Regions from separate parts of the Mus musculus genome. Here all the other regions are linked to region 1. A link is a contact called in public promoter capture Hi-C data. All regions are on one chromosome and are shown on one strand. The core of a region is the stretch at or near the end of the contact, and the rest is flanking DNA. Distances in the headings are between cores, read along the strand shown. Region 1 holds the start of Ciao1 (cytosolic iron-sulfur protein assembly 1). Region 2 holds the start of Cdan1 (congenital dyserythropoietic anemia, type I (human)). Region 3 holds the start of Zscan29 (zinc finger SCAN domains 29).

What was found. Promoter capture Hi-C pulls out the DNA fragments that hold promoters and counts their contacts.
Region 2: a promoter capture Hi-C map of liver shows a contact between it and region 1, with 4 times the contacts expected there. The contact joins the promoter of Cdan1 here to the promoter of Ciao1 in region 1. A contact is called at or near these places in 3 of 39 promoter capture datasets (cranial neural crest, liver and pre-B cells).
Region 3: a contact with region 1 is called in a promoter capture Hi-C map of liver, with 3 times the contacts expected there. The contact joins the promoter of Zscan29 here to the promoter of Ciao1 in region 1. A contact is called at or near these places in 3 of 39 promoter capture datasets (cranial neural crest, hippocampal neurons and liver).

What each region holds. Positions count from the first base shown.
Region 1 is chr2:127,246,240-127,249,777 of GRCm38.p6, reverse strand. Ciao1 (cytosolic iron-sulfur protein assembly 1) reads left to right here and starts at 1,962. Exons shown (of 7, transcript NM_025296.4): 1 at 1,962-2,296; 2 at 2,620-2,768; 3 at 3,065-3,176; 4 at 3,277-3,365. The coding sequence starts at 2,158. It overlaps Tmem127 (transmembrane protein 127), which reads right to left and starts at 1,830. Exons shown (of 4, transcript NM_175145.4): 1 at 1,694-1,830; 2 at 969-1,286. The coding sequence starts at 1,212.
Region 2 is chr2:120,729,995-120,733,532 of GRCm38.p6, reverse strand. It overlaps Cdan1 (congenital dyserythropoietic anemia, type I (human)), which reads left to right and starts at 2,016. Exons shown (of 28, transcript NM_026891.2): 1 at 2,016-2,121; 2 at 2,341-2,831; 3 at 3,028-3,234; 4 at 3,434-3,538. The coding sequence starts at 2,032. Ttbk2 (tau tubulin kinase 2) reads left to right here. Exons shown (of 16, transcript NM_001024856.2): 16 at 1-717.
Region 3 is chr2:121,169,269-121,172,806 of GRCm38.p6, reverse strand. Zscan29 (zinc finger SCAN domains 29) reads left to right here and starts at 1,682. Exons shown (of 5, transcript NM_001290819.1): 1 at 1,682-2,997; 2 at 3,404-3,538. The coding sequence starts at 2,683. It overlaps Tubgcp4 (tubulin, gamma complex associated protein 4), which reads right to left and starts at 1,639. Exons shown (of 18, transcript NM_153387.3): 1 at 1,336-1,639. The coding sequence starts at 1,413.

The sequences.
Region 1 (3,538 bases), core at 713-3,212:
CAGGATAGGGCTTCTCAGCATAGACCTACAGCAGGGTTTTTATTTCAATGCAGAGGGGGGCGCTGACCTTTTCACCAAATCCTAGGGCCTGAGCCATTCATGAGACACCTTGCACATATCTAATAGGAACATACTAGAACTAAAGAGTGTCAAAGAAGAAAGGTGAGGACTTTTGAGACTAGTTCAAAGGACTTGAAGGCAACAAGATGTGACCATTGGGTCCCACTGACCACTTTTATGTTTAAAATCAGGAAGGACATTTCTGCTTTCATACTGCACAGCCTTTCTCCTCACTCCTAGAAACCGAGGAGGAGCTAGGAGGCTCCTGAGTCAGGCCCTCCTCTAAGCCCTAGACTCCTATCTCATCCAATAAACAGACCAGATGCTTTCTTCTGCCTGCTAGTCTGGGAAATCTGTTGATGAATAAAGCAACCGTCTTAATATGGCATACCTGTAAAGGCATGGAAAACCAAGTTTCAACTGTTGAAGGTGTTAATAGAACTGATATCTGATGACCTGGGATGCCACAAGTCCCCTCTATTGTAAATCCAATTATCATAGAATACTAAAATGTCTTTTACAATTGGTCACATTAACAGTTCTGATTTCTCCATCGATCGAGCTGCCCCAAACGACTATTCTGCATCTCACATGTCCGTTAGAAAGGGGAGGCTAATTGTAATACCTGACAAACACCCTTTTTTCTTCTACCTACCTCTGGCAGAAACCTAAAATAGCAGCAGTTTGGATTAGCATGACGGTGAGGAGTAGGTGCTTGGCTGAATAACATCAAAATTAATGAGAGGCTAGACCCCCAAACAGAGCCACCTGGTGGGCATGAACACCAAGCAAGAATGGGGCTGTTTCCTTTGACAAATGACTGCCTCTGGCTATCTATACTTCAGCCAGCCTCATATCTGTTCTGCACCGCCCCTCAAGCCAAGAGAGCAGGAGCTCAGCGCTCTCACCTTTTAGCAGATCCGGGTTTACATAGCCCAGCACGTCCGAGACCCCCAGCTCCTGGCGGGAACAGGTGCCTCCATGGATGTGCAACCAAGCGGGCTCCGCGAGGGCAGTGCACAGCGCTGTGATGGACAGGGCGCCAGGCAGGGCCGAGGCCAGGCTCCGCTCCGGCTGCTTGGGAAGAGCGCTGCTTCCCGGGCTTCTCCGCCGGCGCCCTCCCGGCAGCCCGGCACCTCCAGGGGCATACATGCCCGGGGCTGCCCGCTGTAGCTCTGCGGTCGTTGGTGGTGGCCGCCGACCTCAGCGGGGCGCGCAGAGCCTGTCTGTACCCAGGTGGAGAGCAACGCAATGGGCGGCTGGCCCGGAGCTGTCAGGGCCCGCACCAGAGACTGCGGGGTGGGACCCAGGGCTGAGCACAGACCAAAGGACTGCGGGAATTCGGGGGGCGGGGACCGAGGGCTCTGGATGAGGGGTGCTGGATCAGGGCTCGGAGATGGCAGGGGACTACATTGGCTGTAGACATGCCAGGATGAACGGGCGGAGGTACTGGGGGGCCGGGGGAGGGGATCGGCTACTGGCAAGGGGACCGGAGGAGACTTGGACCAGGGTTATCAGACAGAGGGGTGCTGAGGGGCGGAGGATGCAGCTGGGCCGCCGAGATCGGGAATCCGCACTTTGGGGTGCGACCTAAGCCTCAGTAACCCTCCCTACTCTAGTCCCTGCTCCTCACCGGTCAGCAGGCCTCAGGGCTGGGATGGCGCCGCTCCGCCCGGTCACAGGCTTCTTAGCTGCCCGGGCCAAACGATCCCAGGCCCCAAACCCGCAACGCCCAGACGGACCCTGGCCGATGCACTTCCGGCTTCCTCCAACCCCACCCCACCCCCGCCTCCTTCTTCTCCGGCCCTCCGCCCTGCCCTCCGTGCGCGTCACTGTGTGCGCGCGCCGCTTGTTCTTGCGCAGGGCATCAGGGTACTGGTAGTTCCGGACTGTCCCGCGAGGCTTCCAGTTACGGAGGATGAGGGGAGTGACTACAAGTCCCAGAAGGTCACGCGGCGTCAACAGCGGGCACGTCAATTCCTAGGGCGACATATTTTGCAGAAGCTGTACATCTGACGGTCTCAAGGTTCTATAGTGCCCAGCGCGTTTGGCGCGTTGCTTCTCTCGGTGTGCTCTCCTTACCCTAAAACAGTCGCCATGAAAGATTCTCTGGTACTGCAGAGCCGCGTCCCGGCGCACCCGGATTCCCGCTGCTGGTTCCTGGCCTGGAACCCCTCGGGGACCCTGTTGGCTTCCTGCGGAGGCGACCGTAAAATTCGCATCTGGGGCACCGAGGGTAAGGCCTGGCTTGGCTTTGTGGCCCTGGTGCCGAGGAAAACACTACTCTGAAAAGTGTCGGGGAAGGAGTGTGCCAGCGTCAACAGAGGCTGGAATTGTTGCGGGAACTGGGATATTTGCTGCGGGAACTGGGATATTTGCTGAGGTAGAAAAATGAGGAAAGTCGCCTGAAGAGCAGTTTAACAGTTTCAGAATCTTGATCGGTTGCATCGTAGTAATAATGGTGACTGACTTTGTCCCAGCAACAGGGTCCCACTTAAAGTACTACTTAGTGAATGGCATCGATGGCGCTCCAAAGCCTAGCCTGTTCTCTGCTTGCAGGTGACAGCTGGATTTGCAAGTCTGTCCTTTCTGAAGGCCATCAGCGCACCGTTAGGAAAGTGGCCTGGTCCCCGTGTGGAAATTACCTGGCATCTGCCAGCTTTGATGCCACCACTTGTATTTGGAAGAAGAACCAGGATGACTTTGAGGTAAACAGGTTGGATGGGAGCAGTTTATTACCTGTTTGCACCCCAGGGCTTGGTCATATTAGTTACAGCCTTAACTTAATTTCTACACTATAGAAATAGTAGCTGAGTATGGTAGTTCATGACTGTAATGCCAGCATTTGGGACACTGAAGCAGGATGATTGCTGTAAGTCCACCAAGGTCATCCTGCTATAGAATGAAACCCTTTCTCAAACAACAACAAAACTGCTCTCTTAGATATTTTACTAGGGCTTAGGACTCTTAGCTGCCATTAACTCAATATCCTTTCCCTTTCCAGTGTGTGACCACTCTTGAGGGCCATGAAAATGAGGTCAAGTCAGTGGCTTGGGCCCCATCTGGCAACCTCTTGGCTACCTGCAGCAGAGATAAGAGCGTGTGGGTCTGGGAAGGTGAGTCTAGGTGCCTCTGGGTACAGCAGGAAACCAGCTCGCTGGCTTTCAGCTTTGTCCCTGACTGGTCACCTCTGGGTCTAATTTGTTCCTCCCACAGTTGATGAAGAGGATGAGTATGAGTGTGTCAGTGTCCTCAGCTCTCATACGCAGGACGTTAAGCACGTGGTTTGGCACCCGAGCCAGGAGGTAAGAGTGAGACAGGGTGGGAAAGAACCTGCTGTGGAGGTTTGTGCCCAGCCTGCCTCCACTCTTCAGAACCACTCTTGTTCTTAGAGGGATCGCTGGGACTGTCCTGCTCTGACAGGGTTTGATATGGGAACCATTGTATCTTAGTTTGGGTTTGATTGCTGTGAAGAGAC
Region 2 (3,538 bases), core at 767-3,266, 6.5 Mb after region 1:
GGGCAGGAACAGGAGTTGAAGGTCATACATAATGAGCTGAATAATGAGTTCGAAGCTAACTTAGGCTCTATGAGACCCTGTCTCAAAATAGGGGGGAGGGGAAAGGCAGAAACAAAATCTTAGGTAAGAGAGATTGGATTGTTGGATTGGATGAGTAGACAGATCTGATGGCCTGGGCTCGAGCCACTTTGCTGTTCCCTGATGCACAGTTCTCATTCTCCTTTGACACCTTTCCTAAATGGCATCTATTTAATCAGATCATTTATTTACAGATTCCAAGTTTTTCAGAAAAGGAGGCACATCTCATTTTGTATTAGATATAATGAGTTCATAAATTATTACTGGCAAATGTTATCAAACTTAGTCATAACCCGAATTCTCTTACTGAACAAGAGAAATAAGTCAATGTTCTGCTGTCCTCCTCTTAATGAGATGCGAAATTGCTCTTTGAAGTTCTTTTCAATGTGTTACATTGTATCCTTTCTCCTTCAAGCATCTTCCCTTTATGTGTTTTTGCTCAGGCAACCATGGGCATAGAGTATTGAAAAACATGCAGTGCTTTTGTATAGGCCATCTGTACATAAAAGTGTAATTATTTATTTAATTTTCTCATTTGTACCATATTAAAGCTTTGTACAGTGTTTTAAGTTCTGTTTTAAAATTATTTTGTATTTTATTTTTATAATCTAGTAATAAAACATTCAGTCCGCATGCAAACTTTAGTGCTATTTGTGTGATGGTTTGGATTTCAAAAAGTGAAAACTATTTCCTAAACTACTAAAGTGTTACAGAAGTGACAGACAACCAAGAGAAGGCCATTTTGGCTAACTTAGACGCTAGGTGAACACCAGGGTTCAGGGGTCTGACGTGCGTGTTCAAGCTGACTTTGATATTCTTCTGTCTCTGCCTGCCAAGCACTGGGATTGCAAGCATCCACTAAATCCAGCACAGAATTAAGTTTTCAAAACTCCCTTTTCTTCTCCTTGGCAGTATGCTAGAGGGATTCCTGCTCCATCTACTGCCTATCACCAAGTGGTCTTCCTTTGAATGAGAGGAACACAGGGCCAATACACTGCTACTTTGTTTTGGAGGAAACTATAGATCCTATATCTTGATTTTTTTTTCTTTCCTTTTACTAAGGAGTATCATCCGAAAGCCTATTATATTTTTCAAAATAAGGGACCTGACAGGAAGTGTAGCCAGAGGGTTAACCAGCCAGTGTGTGTGGAGGAGGGTCGGGGGAGTGTGTCTAGGAATGCCATACTCTTCCAGAAGCTAATCATGAATCCTGACCTCTCAAGTAAAAGAAGTTGAGATATTCCCCTGCTGTAAACTCTTTAATACAATACGTAAGGGATTCAATACAAGTCTGATGGACATTTGATGATTTTATAACATGCCTCAGCATGAACTCTGTCCTCAATTGTCAGTTGATGAAAAAGTTGGCCAATGGTAAAGAGTCAGCCTTTTGAGTAAAAGAGGGGAAGGGGTGGGGAGCTAAGTAGGCCGGGCGCACCCCTTTAATCCCAGCACTCCGGAAGCAAAGGCAAGATAATCTATGAGGTCGAAGTCAGCCTGGTCTACAGAGTGGCCAGGCTATACAGAGAAATCATGTCTCAGAAAAAACAAAAAGGTCAAAACACAAGGTTACTCACTTTATTTTGGTTGAGGAGGGAGTGACTCAAAAAGCTCTACAGTCATGGTCTAAGGCTGTGCTTATGACAGGTGTCTGGTCTCATAGGCTGGTCTCTTAGAGTTGGTCACTTTTCCTGTCTGGTCCCTCTTTCAGACCCGGGTCTCCTCAGGCAGTTCATCTTATCACATTGCTCCAGGGGCCAGGAAATCAGAGAAAGGCGCCTCGCCGCCCTGCAGGCCTGGCTGGCTGGGCAGATCTTCCCGGGCCGCCAGAGCCCCACCCCTCAAGGACCCGCCCCGTCGTCCAACGGTCGATCCCGGTCGCCGGCTCCGCCCCTCCCGGCTGCCCGTGGCGCGAGTGCGCCTGCTCAGTAGCCTCAGAGCGCCTGCACAGGGATGGCGGCCGTTTTAGAGTCGCTGCTGCGCGAAGAGGTGCCGGTCGCAGCCGCCGTGCGGTGGATCGCGCGCAGCACCCCGAGTTCGGAGGTAACAGTGCGGACACGCCCTCAAGCCTGCCTGGAATGTGCTTCCCGCGGGGGATGATGCTTCAGTCCCTTCTCCCAGCCTGCCCTGCCTGACGGCCCGCGCCAAGGGCGCTCGCTCCTCTGCGCGCCGCTGCCGGGCCGCCCACCCTGCGGCCTCAGCCGCTGACGGCCCGCGCTGTCAGCTGACGCTCTCGCCCCGCGACCTCTGCTTCTTCCTCAGGATAGCTCCGAGGTGGCCGCTCTGAGCGCACTTCGGCCTCTGCGGAAGGAATTCGTGCCGTTCCTGCTGAACTTCCTGAGGGAGCAGAGCAGCCGGGTCCTCCCGCAGGGCCCCTCAACCCCCGCCAAGACCCCAGTCGCCTCGGCAGCCTTGCCAGCGAGGCAGGGGGCCCCGGCACGGGGTGGCCGTGGGGCGCGCAGCCAGCTTTTCCCTGCAGCCGAGCCCCTCAGCGCCGCCGCCGAGGCACCTCTGGCCCGCCGTGCGGGCCGCAGGCGGGGTCCGGGACCGGGGCCGTCCCGCGAACGAGGCGGTCGGGGCTCCGGGGCCGCGGAGGAGGGGGCGAGTGGCGAGAGCCCGCCTTGGGCCGGAGGCCGGAAGCCTAAGGGCTCAGGCAGCCCTGGCAGCCCCAGACTGTCGCTCTCTGATCCGCCAAACCTCAGCAACTTGGAGGAGTTCCCTCCCGTAGGCACCGTTCCTCCGGGCTCTGCAGGGTGAGAATCGGTCCTTATTGCAAGATGTTCGCTAAAGCCGAGCTTGGTGCCCCACAGTAGAGTGCGCGATGGTTAGAAGGTTGAGGGTGAAGAAACCACAATGGGGGAGGGTTTAAAAGGGGCCCAACTGTTATGGATGGAATGATGCTTGAAGATAGAAAATTGGAAAAAAACAAAAAACTGTGACTACTCTCAGCAGAACGAAGCCTTCTCGAAGGATCAACCCAACTCCGGTGAGCGAAGAGCGGTCACTGTCCAAGCCCAAGACCTGCTTCACCTCACCCCCAATCAGCTGTGTCCCCAGTTCCCAACCCTCAACCCTGGACACTAGCCCTTGGGGCCTTGGCCTTCCCCCAGGGTGCAGAAGTCTGCAAGAGGAGCGGGAGATGCTCAGGAAGGCGCGGTATGGCTTTGCCGCCACCTGGGATGTCAACTTCCTCCTTATGCGGGACTTGCAGGGATTTTTCCTGAACTTGATTTCTCCCTTCGGGATTCTGGGTTTGCTTCTTGGGCTGTTGATGTCTTCTCTGGCAGAACCTGAATGTGAATGTCGCTGGTAAAGCCAGGCTGATTAATCATGACATCTCCTCCTGTTCACATAGCACCAAGCAACTCCAGCAGTCACCTACCCCAGCCTCTCCCATCCCAGAATCGGGGTCTCCGGTTCCCAGCAGGACAGGAAACCTCACCGCAGAGCCTGCCGACCC
Region 3 (3,538 bases), core at 433-2,932, 6.1 Mb after region 1:
TTTGGCCCTGGCATTCCCCTGTACTGGGGCATATAAAATTTGCAAGTCCAATGGGCCTCTCTTTCCAGTGATGGCCGATTAGGCCATCTTTTGATACATATGAAGCTAAGAGTCAAGAGCTCCGGGGTACTGGTTAGTTCATAATGTTGTTCTACCTATAGGGTTGCAGATCCCTTTAGCTCCTTGGGTACAGTTATCAAATTTGAACACTTCTTGTTGACAGAGTTTTAGAAAAGTTCTAGGTTTAAGATCAGTGAAATGGCTCAGAGAGTCAGGCATTTGCTACACAAACCTGAAGACCTGAGTTAAATCCCTGAAACCTACACAAATGTGGGAAGAGAGAAGTGACTCCATAAAGTTGACCTCTTCATACACTCTGTGACATATATGCCCACACTCATACAACATAGACACATACTCTAGTTTTAAAAAAAAAAATTCTAGTTTAGGCTTAATTACTGTGAAAAAGTCAACTCCACCTTGAAGTCACTGATACCATTTTACACAACACACTTAGACACATTTGTAGTTGTCATTCTTTTCTTTGCCTTTCTCTGCCCTCTGTTCCCTTCTTTTCTTGCTTTCTTTTTTGAGAGAAGGTTCCACAGTGAAGCCCAGGCTGGACTTGAATCACACCAATAATCCTGCTTCAACTTCCCAAAGGCTGGGATTACAGGCACAAACACTACGCCTGGCTATTAAACTCAGTGTTGCCAATTTAGTTTCGGCAAAATATTGAGTATCACGCTATATCTGGGCTTCTCACGGGGGTTGGGGGAGATAAAGGAACAGAGGGGGAGAGGAAGAGAAAACAACTAACGGGTACATTCCTGTTATACTCTTCTAATTACAGGAAAAACCCCCTCTCAAGTTCTTCACCTGGTACAGAAATTTTCGAAGAAAGGAGGGAAACACCATATGTTTACAAATTCATTTTTTTCATCCAACACAATTTACTGAGTATTGTGTCTTGAGCGCTTTGTATACATTTCCACTACTTTCAAAATTCAATTTGAATCAATGCAAGAGTTCCCTATCCCTCCCCCTTTTCCCTCAAATAACTATCATCTAATTCCAGCTACACATTTAGGGATTCAGTTTAACAACAAATTCATATGCAGTGAAAAGAAGTGTGGTTCTATCCACTCCTAGTGGTTCTCTAGCAGGAGTCGCGGGACCGCAGGGCCCCCATAGCCGGAGCTCCGTAGGGTTGGCCCTCGGTTTCTCCCCGCTCGCGGGCGCCGGTCGGTTGGAGTTCCCCGGGTCCCGCCCCTTCGCTGCGGCTCAGCTGCACCCGCCGCGCGGCAAGCGACTCGTCTCTGACCCCCTGCATACCTGCAGGCCACTCCGCTTGTTCCAGGTGAAAATGGACCCTGGGTACCCACTCAGGGCCAAGAGCAGTTCGTGAATCATTTCTAGGGCGGCTCGGGAGTCCCTAGATCTACCACCTCCTCTTTTCAGCGCCTCTCCGGGCGACCCCTCACACCCAGCGGAATCTCTTGCCCTGAATCCCCGCAGTCCACCGGGAGAGGAGATGCCACAGAGCCGCGCGCCGCATCCCGGAAGTGCGCGCGGCCCAGGCGCCCACCGCCTCGCTCCCGCCGCGGAGCCGCGAGGAGGCGCCGGTGCCGTCGCGCATGCGTCCTGGGCTCCAGGAGAAGCCCGCTCGGACTTCCGGCTTGAGAGCGGGACTGAGGCTAGCCCAGGAGGGGAAGGGATGAGAGTGAGTTGAGAAGCTGGTTGAGAGAGACGCGGCCTGGGGTGGGCCGGCGGGAGTCCTCAGGACGCCTTGGCAGGGTCTGTGGCATTTTGACCGACTGCCGACGTCTCCCAGAGTGACCCGGCCGGAGGGAAGAAAACAAAGCTGGAACTTGGCAGCCGCCGCTGTGGAGCTGTGCTCGAAGCCCACGGACTCGCAGCACCGGCCCGCATCGGCCTCGTTCTCAGGAGACCCACCACTGCCGCCCCTCGAGCTTCCTCGCTTCACCAACTCCTGTAACTCTCCCCTAGTCCACCTCAATTTAGAAGCCCAAGTCGGCTCCCCCGGTGCGCGACCTTCCCCATCTGTCGCCCCGGAACTCTTGCCGAGTTCTTACTTCGTTCGGGAGGCGCGAGCAAGAGACCCAGTGTTCGGCACTTGACTTTGGTTCGGGGTGGAAATTTGTAGTTTGGTGTTCAAGGGGCGGGGCAGACACCAGGAGCTTCTGGAAGGACGGCGGTGGTTCTAGGGGAGAATAGCCGGCGCTCGCTGGACAGAGGCTTTTTGTTGTCGTTCGCCAAACGTTTTGACCGATTTGATCTGGGGCGCTAATGATTTACCTGAGGTGGGAGCGAAGCGGACAGATTTTTCTTTTCTCTGCAACTTCCTGGGGATACTCTAAACGTCACCTAGAAATGCAGTTTTTAAAAGGTCATTTTCACCTTGCCTATTGATTTGCTGTCCTGAAAAGGTACTGCCTCAGAAGGCCACTTCGAGCATATTGAAAGTCAGGCCGGCTCTGACAAGGTTTTAAACATGTAAAGATACTCTCCTCAGATAGCGCCATTTCTCTCTACTCTAGGATAAAACTCCTTTTTACAGAGAGACTCATCTGCAGGTGTTTCTCCAAGGGCATGCAAAGATAGTGTAATAAGTCCTAGAACCCAGACAGTGAGGAGAGAAACGGCTTTCTGCTGTGAAAGATGGCCAAACCCACTCGGAGAGGAAATGGCACAAGCTCTGAAAGCTTACGACAGCGCTTCAGAAGATTCCATTACCAGGAGGTGGCTGGGCCCCGGGAGGCTTTCAGCCAACTATGGGAACTTTGCTGTCGGTGGCTAAGGCCGGAGGTGCGGACCAAGGAGCAGATTGTAGAATTGTTGGTGCTAGAGCAATTCCTGACTGTGCTACCTGTGGAGATCCAGAACTGGGTACAGAAGCAATGTCCAGAAAATGGAGAGGAGGCGGTGACACTGGTGGAAGATTTAGAAAGAGAGTCTGGAAGACCTGGACATTCGGTGAGGAGGAGGGGGAATACAGTCAGAAGTGTGTGGCTGGGGAGAGACAAGGATGGAGGGGCAGTTTAAGATCAGTCGGATGTAAAGAGGTTTGGTGATTTTGATACTTCTGATCTGGAAGGGTTACTTTTTCAGGTAGGGCTTGCTTGGAGATGCCTACTCTGTTACAGTAAGTCTTTCACTTCAGTTTCTTAAGAGAAAAAATGGGGGAAGTTTCTTTTCCAGCTGCTATTTGGGTTTCTGTTTGATCTTTCTGCAGTTTCAACCACTCTAAGCTGATGATAACGGAATAAACACTTGTCTGTCCTACTCCCCACCCTCCACTCTGGCCTGGCCTCAGAGGATGGTCTCCCCCTGGGAATGCCCCTTGTTATGACCATGTCAATTAACGGGGGGTTATTTCTAGGTCACAGTCTCTGTGAAGGGGCAGGAAATGCACTCGGAGAAGATGACACCCCTGAAATCATCACAGGAGTTATTAAGTGTTCTGCAGGAGTCAGTGGAACCCCAGCCCAAGGGTGTATCCAAGAAAGAGAGGGCA